Linked DNA regions of Mus musculus: region 2 is linked to region 1. Evidence: chromatin contacts called from public HiChIP or PLAC-seq data. All regions are on one chromosome and are shown on one strand. The core of a region is the stretch at or near the end of the contact, and the rest is flanking DNA. Distances in the headings are between cores, read along the strand shown. Region 1 has its middle 26 kb from the start of Gm36235. Region 2 has its middle 150 kb from the start of Gm36372.

Region 1 (3,569 bases), core at 735-3,234:
AGAACCTGTGCAGGAGACTTTCAAGAGGTCTGGAAACTTTTTTAGGATACACACTTCACTGTAAAGTACAAGGGAGCTGTTGATTGCTCTAGGGGGATTTTTATATAAATAATTTTTTAAATTTCACTTTTATTTTACTAGTGAGTATAAGTGTACTTGGGTGCCGTGAAAGTCCCAAAATGGCATCCGACTCTTTGGAACTGGATTTCAGGAGGCTGTGAGCAGCCCTCTAGGGTACTAGGAACGGAACTTGGGTCAGCTGGAAGAGTAACACTGCTGAGCCCTCTCCCAAGCCCCTTAGACAGCAACTCAGCCAGTAATTGAGAGATCTAGTTTCTAATCAAAGAGGATGCCTCCCTCAGCCCATGGTGCCTTCTTCATTTTGTCCCACAGGTTAAACCACTTATCACTGAGAAGGAACCCTGGAAGGGAGCAGCCAAGCAGAGAAACTCCCTGTTAGAAGAATCAGGACAACAGAAATTTTTAATTTTTTTCCAATTTCTTGTAATGTTGTGTATTTTATTCAGCAGAAAAATCCATGTTGGGAAGCAATCCCCACACTTTTAGCAGGCTCAGCTGTCTGAAGAGTAAATAGAGGGATGTACCAGAGGTATTTATTTGGCTCTTGTCTCAGCAGCAAGGAGCTGCTGCTACCTCCAAACAGAGAGAGCAGAAGGCACAGTGGAAGTCCTAGCAGTCTATTTACTGTTCATTTCTCCCTGCCCAAGCTATTGCAACATGACATAGCCTCATGCATTCCTACACTTTGGGGATCTTTCTGAGCTACTGTCAAGAGCCTTGTCTTTTCCTGCAAGGTTGATAGGCACATACAAGGATAAAGAGAGATTCTAGTTACTCAATACTTGTTTTGCTTAGTCTATTAAAAAAAATTGCACCATATCCCATTTGATGATTGTGCAATGCAGGGTGGATACCTAAACTGGAAGTTAAGTAACTCTGAGCTCTAGGCACCTTTACAATTGAGACATCTATTTATATTCAAGTGGAAAATATTCCGTTGTTCTTGATTTAAAAAAAATGGGTAGAAAGCCAATGAAAATAGATTTGACTATTCTTTGCATATAGGGAATGCTCACTGGAAAATTTTCATTCTGCTCTTCTCAGGTGAGGAAAATAGAGTACGGATTGTTAAGGATCTAGAGCCCCAAGAAAATTATTAATCCACCTGGGATCTTCTATTGGTAGCACCAGTAATGAAAATGCTTAGTGTGGGCTCAAATCTCAATTCTGACATTCTCTGGTTCGATGAATTGGAGGAAATGACTTAACTCTCCTGAATGTGGTTTCCTTCATGGGAACTGAAGTACTGACTTCAGGAACTACCATAGAGTAGCTGTAAAGGGCTGAGGCCAGGGCACATGATAGGTGGTTCGGACACATCCCTATACATTGCTTTCCATCTATTTCCTACCCTTGTCTTTCTGCTTACTTACTTTATACTTGTGTGTTGAACCTTCTTGCACCCCAGCACCCTGAGAAGACCCAAAACAGAAGCTGCATGTGCTGTGTAGAGCACTAGAAGCATGCAGGCAGCGCTACAGTGAAGATGAGACAGATCCTGGTGAACACAGGGCATGGGGTATGCTCATGGTGTCTTCAGAGAGTGAGGAAGAAGAAGCTCTTCAAAGCTTGATGATCCCATCAATTGTCCTTGAACAGGGTCTCTATGTAATGACACGTGGTGGAAAAGGTTCCATGCTTAGGAACGGGAGCCCTGTCCCTGACAATAAAGCCACCACTTCAGTGGGGTTATACAGGTGTTTATCTACTTAGCACTTATCCACCTCTGGGCTTGAATTGACCCCTTATAAGTCTTCACTTTCTTGACTTACAAATATGAATGACATCCTCTGATCCTTGGTCTTGTGTTCCAAGGGACAGATGGGCAGGGAAGGGGAACAGGGTGAGGCCACGGAAGCTGATTAGAGTGCAGTTTGTCATGCGTGAAATCCTCTGTAAATGTGAGGCTGTTCAGCTGCATCATCACATGCTCAGCATAAAGGAAGTAGGTTTGAGCCATGTGTCGTGCAGACTCCATATGGGCTCTCCAAATGAGACAGGAGCTGCTTTGTGTTTACATGAAAGAACGAAAAAAACTTGATGTCCATCCTGGGGGTCCCTGTGAATATCCAGAGCACATGGCCCAGCTGCAAATTCCACCCTCATCCAGTCCTGTGCTTGTCATCCAACTGTACTTGGCACAGAAAGTACACACACACACACACACAGCACACACACACACACACACACACACACACACACACACATACACACACACACACACACACACACACACACACACACACACACATCTCAAAGGGCAATGTACACACAGCACACTTTCCACAAGAAAATAGATGGAAACGAAGCCGAATTTATCATACACATCCAAGTCACAAGCATGATTCCTACTGGATGATCTCCTCTTTTTCTAAAGCTAGCTCTGAGACAAGGGCAACTGTTAAAGTTATTGTTATGGGACAAAAGAGATCTAGGAGGAAGCCTTCATGAGGATAATCCTGACCTCTTGAAATGGGACTCTCTGGTATTCCTCAGTACTGGGTGGCATTGAAAGTCAGCATGGTGTTGGTGCTTCTAGGAACAAGCGTGGGCTAGTGAGCTCACCAGGATCCACTGGATAGGCCCATGCCTGTGGCCATGTAGCTATCCCTGGTAGAACTCAACAGGCCATTAAAACAAAACAAACCGATGTAATCCCAGGGGAAAAGGATGCCGACAGGGCTGAGATGGAATTGGGGGGAGCATAATCAGAAGGCTTATACATGTGTGTGAAATTTTCAAAGAACAAATCTAATAAAATTGTAATATATATGTATACACACATTGTATATGTACACATATACATGTTATATATACATATTATATATATAGGTATATATAATCCAGTTATAGTTCAAGTGTATAAAATCCAGTCACAGAGCACATGATAGGAATGAGGATCTACTCTAACAGACTGGAAGAGGAGTGGAAACTTACCTACAGGACAGAGCAAGTCTATACATATACATATTATGGAGTGGGGACAGAACAAGTACCTTGCATTGAAAATGGAAAAATGTAACCTGCCTAACTTATTCCACTTTTATATATGAAGGAAGGTTCTGATTATAGTACTAATCACTTTTATTTTTCCAGTGAAGAGTATTAGGCTCTACTGTTCATGACTTAGCCATTCATAAATGCTAAGGAGATGTTTGCTTTTTTTTCTCTCTACCATTAATTTATTTAGTGAATTTTTAAAATCTATCAGTGAGTTTCCTTTATATTTATTTTTTTTTCTTTCCATTTTTTATTAGGTATTTAGCTCATTTACATTTCCAATGCTATACCAAAAGTCCCCCATACCCACCCACCCCCACTCCCCTACCCGCCCACTCCCCCTTTTTGGCCCTGGCGTTCCCCTGTTCTGGGGCATATAAAGTTTGTGTGTCCAATGGGCCTCTCTTTCCAGTGATGGCCGACTAGGCCATCCTTTGATACATATGCAGCTAGAGTCAAGAGCTCCGGGGTACTGGTTAGTTCATAAT
Region 2 (3,750 bases), core at 199-2,698, 340 kb before region 1:
ATGGCCTAAAAGCAGATAAGATTCTACTGGGGTGGACAGGTGTGTGTGTGTAGGGTGGGGCTAAGGAGGAGAAGTAAAATCAACAAAAACAAATGACTCTTGGAAATGTCACAGTGAAAGCCAGTACTGTATGTGCTAATCAAAATTGATCATCATCATCATCAACACACACACACACACACACACACACACACACACACACACACACACACACACCAAAACAATTCCTACTTAGTTTAGTATTCTTGCAAGCTGAGGGAGTTAGGCCTTCATGCTCCACACTTAGGCAAACCATGCATTTCTAGGAAGATGACAGAAATTGGAGGATAAAACACAGCCATGTAATATTGCATCAGGGAGCAGTGGAAGGCAGGGGAAAAGAACCCTGGGGGTTCAGCAGGCATCTAACTTTTCAAAATTTCTCCAATAATCAAATTTGCAACTGGCCATGTGCTGCACACACCTGGCAGGAAGTATATCTAACAGAATATGCAAATACCTCTTGCCCAGATGGGTTTTCTTTCCCCCGTGTACTTTTTACAGCTTCCTTGCTTTGAGTTTTATTTACCAGTTATAAATTTAAAAATTCTTGTGTGTGTGTGTGTGTGTGTGAGTGTGCATGTGAGTGTGTGGTGTATATGTGATTGTGTAGTGTGTGTGTGTAGAGAGAGTGTGTGGTGTGTTTGGAGTGTGTAGAGTATGTGTGTGGGATGTGCATGTGAATGTATGTGTGTGTGTGTTTGAGCGTGGTGTGCATGTGACTGTGTGTCTGTGGGAGTGTGGTGTGCTTATGAGTGTGTATGTGTATGGAGTGTGTGTGTGTGAGAGAGAGAGTGTGTATTTTCTATGGTTCTGGGCATGGTAAGAGAATGTGTCTGTTGTGTTAAATTACTTGGTTTGTGGCATTTTGTCTCTGCAGCCCTAAACTCAGTGGTTCCCAAGACATGGATGCCTCCCAGTGATGAAGAATCCAGGGTAAGACCAGCATTCTTGACCTTGCTGGGCACAGTGGGTCCTGGCACAGAGGGCCAGTGGCTTTGCCACCAGACACCCTTGACGTCCATGATGTGCTAGGTTTTCTTATTTATCTGGGGGCTTGGCTTTCCCGCATCAATGGTGTTGGATGGTAGTGTCCTCATCCTGGCGGACCTGAGGGAGGGTTAACACACTGAGGGACTAGGGCTTGCTTGGCCACTGCCTGCCCTGCTAAGGGCCCTCGGTTAACTTTTGTTACCAGCCGTCCAGGTGCAGCCTCTCTCTTCCACGAGACGGCGCCTCTCGTGTCAGTCCTTGATTGCAAGTTTTGCTGCTCACTTTTGCCCTGACGTTGTGTTTATTTAAGGAACCATTCGTTTGGGTGAAACCTCACAGCGTTTAGGTTTTGGCTGAGTGAGCTGGAACACTCTGTTGAGTATTTATAGCCAGAAACATTTGTTCGCCTTAGACCACATGACTTGACATCTCTGAAACTTGAGCAAGCTCCGGTTTGCTTTGGATCTTTAAGCCTTTCTGTGGTGTAGAGGAGAGTGACGGGTTCGGAAGCTCTCGCTGTTTTGTAACTCTCTTGGTACCACTCCAGTGAGCCAAGCGAACTGTGGTCCCCATCAGTTGTCATACAGGACTCTTGAGTGTCACCATGCAGGTGTGCAGATGGCACAGACAGTAGGCCAAAGACTTCAGGTCTCTGGATTTTACCTCAAGTATTTAGCAGACAACTTTAGTGAGGGGAAAAATCCCAAACTAAACCAAACCAAACCAAATAACCAGAAACAACATTTAAAAAAGCAACACCCCTAAAACCCAACCTGTTTTTCAAATTTGGGCCGAGGCGAGTGAGTCCTGAATGCAAGAAGAAAAACCACATTTTTTTTTTCTTCTATACACCTGTGTGTGCACAAGGTAAGGCTTATGAAGTTTCTCCTTTTTGAAAAAGAAATCATCTGACTCTCAGCCAATACTATGGCCTTAATGTGCGTTCTGCCAATGCCTCCAAAACCATTTGAGAGCAGGCCACAAAAACAAAAAACAAACAAACAAACAAACAAAAAAAAAACCCAACCAACCAACCAACCAAACAACCGAACTAAAAACAAAACAAAGCAAAACAAAGTCCCCAAACTGCCCAGGTTTGCCGATGGAGAGTTGGAGGCAGTCTGCACAGACTCTGTGGCGAGAAATATTTGGAGAAACGAGAGCCGACTTTTCAGTCTTTTCTTGCCAGAAAGCCAAAAGCAAAGCTGGAATTTTGTGGTTCCGGCACTTTGTGTGCCTCCCAGTCATTTTGCACAGATGGTTCTGGTTTAAGGCCATGATGCCCCATCCACTGGAGGGAAAGAAACCGGGCGACCACCCCAAGCCTCCCATTCTGATGCCAAAGTATACTCTACTGCCCGGAGAAAATGAGAACCGGGAGAAGTTGCTTAGAAAGCTGCCAATTAGGGTGCAGAAGCTGAATGGTTCAGTGACTGTGCGATGCTGAAACCCACATTTTCCTTTGGATTATGTCACCTGGGGGACACTGACAGGGACTCTCCCCTGCTTAGCCAGTCACAGTTGCATGATACTGAAAGATTTGGGCAGGCTTTGTCTTTTCATTTGAAAAGACAAAGACCCTGAAAAGCAGAGCGACTTGCCTTTTACTAAGGGTCTGGGATACAGAGCAGGATGTCCAAGTTTACCTTTTACCCCTGACTTGTAAATTTCTCCTCTGTCCACTCTCTTCCATATTGTAGTGATTACTGTTAATAATTTAATAGGATCTGGAATCATCTAAGAGACTGATCCTGCAGGCCAGGGAGGGTCAGTCTCCTAGATGACTCCAGATCCTAGTGCTACGATCCTAGACGATCCTAGTGCTACGATCCTTTAATACAATTCCTCATGCTGTGTTGATCCCCAACCTTAAAATTATGTTATGAACCATAATACAAATATCTGATATGCAGGATATCTGGTAAGGTGACTTCTGTGAAAAAGGTCATTTGACACCCCCCCCCCCAGAGAACCACTGTTCCAGGCACACCTTTGATGGATTAAATCAGTCTCTGGGCATGCCTATGAGGGATTATATTAGTTAAATTAATTGAGATGGAGAGACATAGGTCAGAAGTGGCTGACTACCATATCAACTACCACTGCCTAGGTTGGTCATCATAGTTCACTGTGTCTCTCCTCCCCACACCAACCCAGATCCATGCAAGAAAGTCCACTTCTTGGGGCAGGAGAAATGGCTCAGTGGTTAAGAGTGCCTACTTCTCTTTTCAAGGACCCCAGCCTGGCTCCCAGCACCAGTGCTCTGTTTCCCCATTCCACTTGGAACTGCAATTCCAGAGGCTCTGGTGCCTTTGTCCTCCACGGGCGTCTGCACTTATGTACGCACACATACTCCCAACCCCCAAGAGTTAAAAATAACAGTAATATTTTTAACAGCCACACTGTTTATGGGGCTGTCTTCTTTTGTTGCACTTGCTATATTTTAAATTCATGAATGTCTTACACATGTATATACATTTCATACACCTGTCAGAAGAAGGCATTAGATCTGTTGGAAGTATAGTTTTGGATGACTGCAAGCTTCTATGTGGGTTGAGCCGTCTCTCCAGCCTGTAGACTCTAATCTTACTGTTCTTCCCTAAGCAAAATAATGTCACAAGTACTCACTCGGCATCTGACACCATTAGCACTGGTTTTAGGTTCCAGGTGGGGCGAAGGTGAGTAGGTTGTATACAAATACTGGGCGTTTTGCCTGCA

What was found. HiChIP or PLAC-seq counts read pairs in DNA pulled down with a chosen protein or histone mark.
Region 2: a RAD21 HiChIP or PLAC-seq map of pro-B cells shows a contact between it and region 1, with 3 times the contacts expected there. The contact joins two enhancer-like sites. A contact is called at or near these places in 1 of 39 promoter capture datasets (the C10 cell line), 1 of 15 datasets of contacts at CTCF or cohesin (pro-B cells) and 4 of 484 Hi-C or Micro-C datasets (the C10 cell line, cortical neurons, myocytes and 1 more).

Annotation. Positions count from the first base shown.
Region 1 is chr12:16,039,811-16,043,379 of GRCm38.p6, reverse strand. No RefSeq gene overlaps it. Among named protein-coding and RNA genes, the nearest start is that of Gm36235, 26 kb to the right of the region's middle. Within about 2 kb of position 1,984, at least 24 of the 459 cell types and tissues checked have an H3K27ac peak or open chromatin away from gene starts, as enhancers often do. A contact at or near this core is called in pro-B cells, where this site is marked.
Region 2 is chr12:16,381,344-16,385,093 of GRCm38.p6, reverse strand. No RefSeq gene overlaps it. Among named protein-coding and RNA genes, the nearest start is that of Gm36372, 150 kb to the right of the region's middle. Within about 2 kb of position 1,448, at least 45 of the 459 cell types and tissues checked have an H3K27ac peak or open chromatin away from gene starts, as enhancers often do. A contact at or near this core is called in pro-B cells, where this site is marked.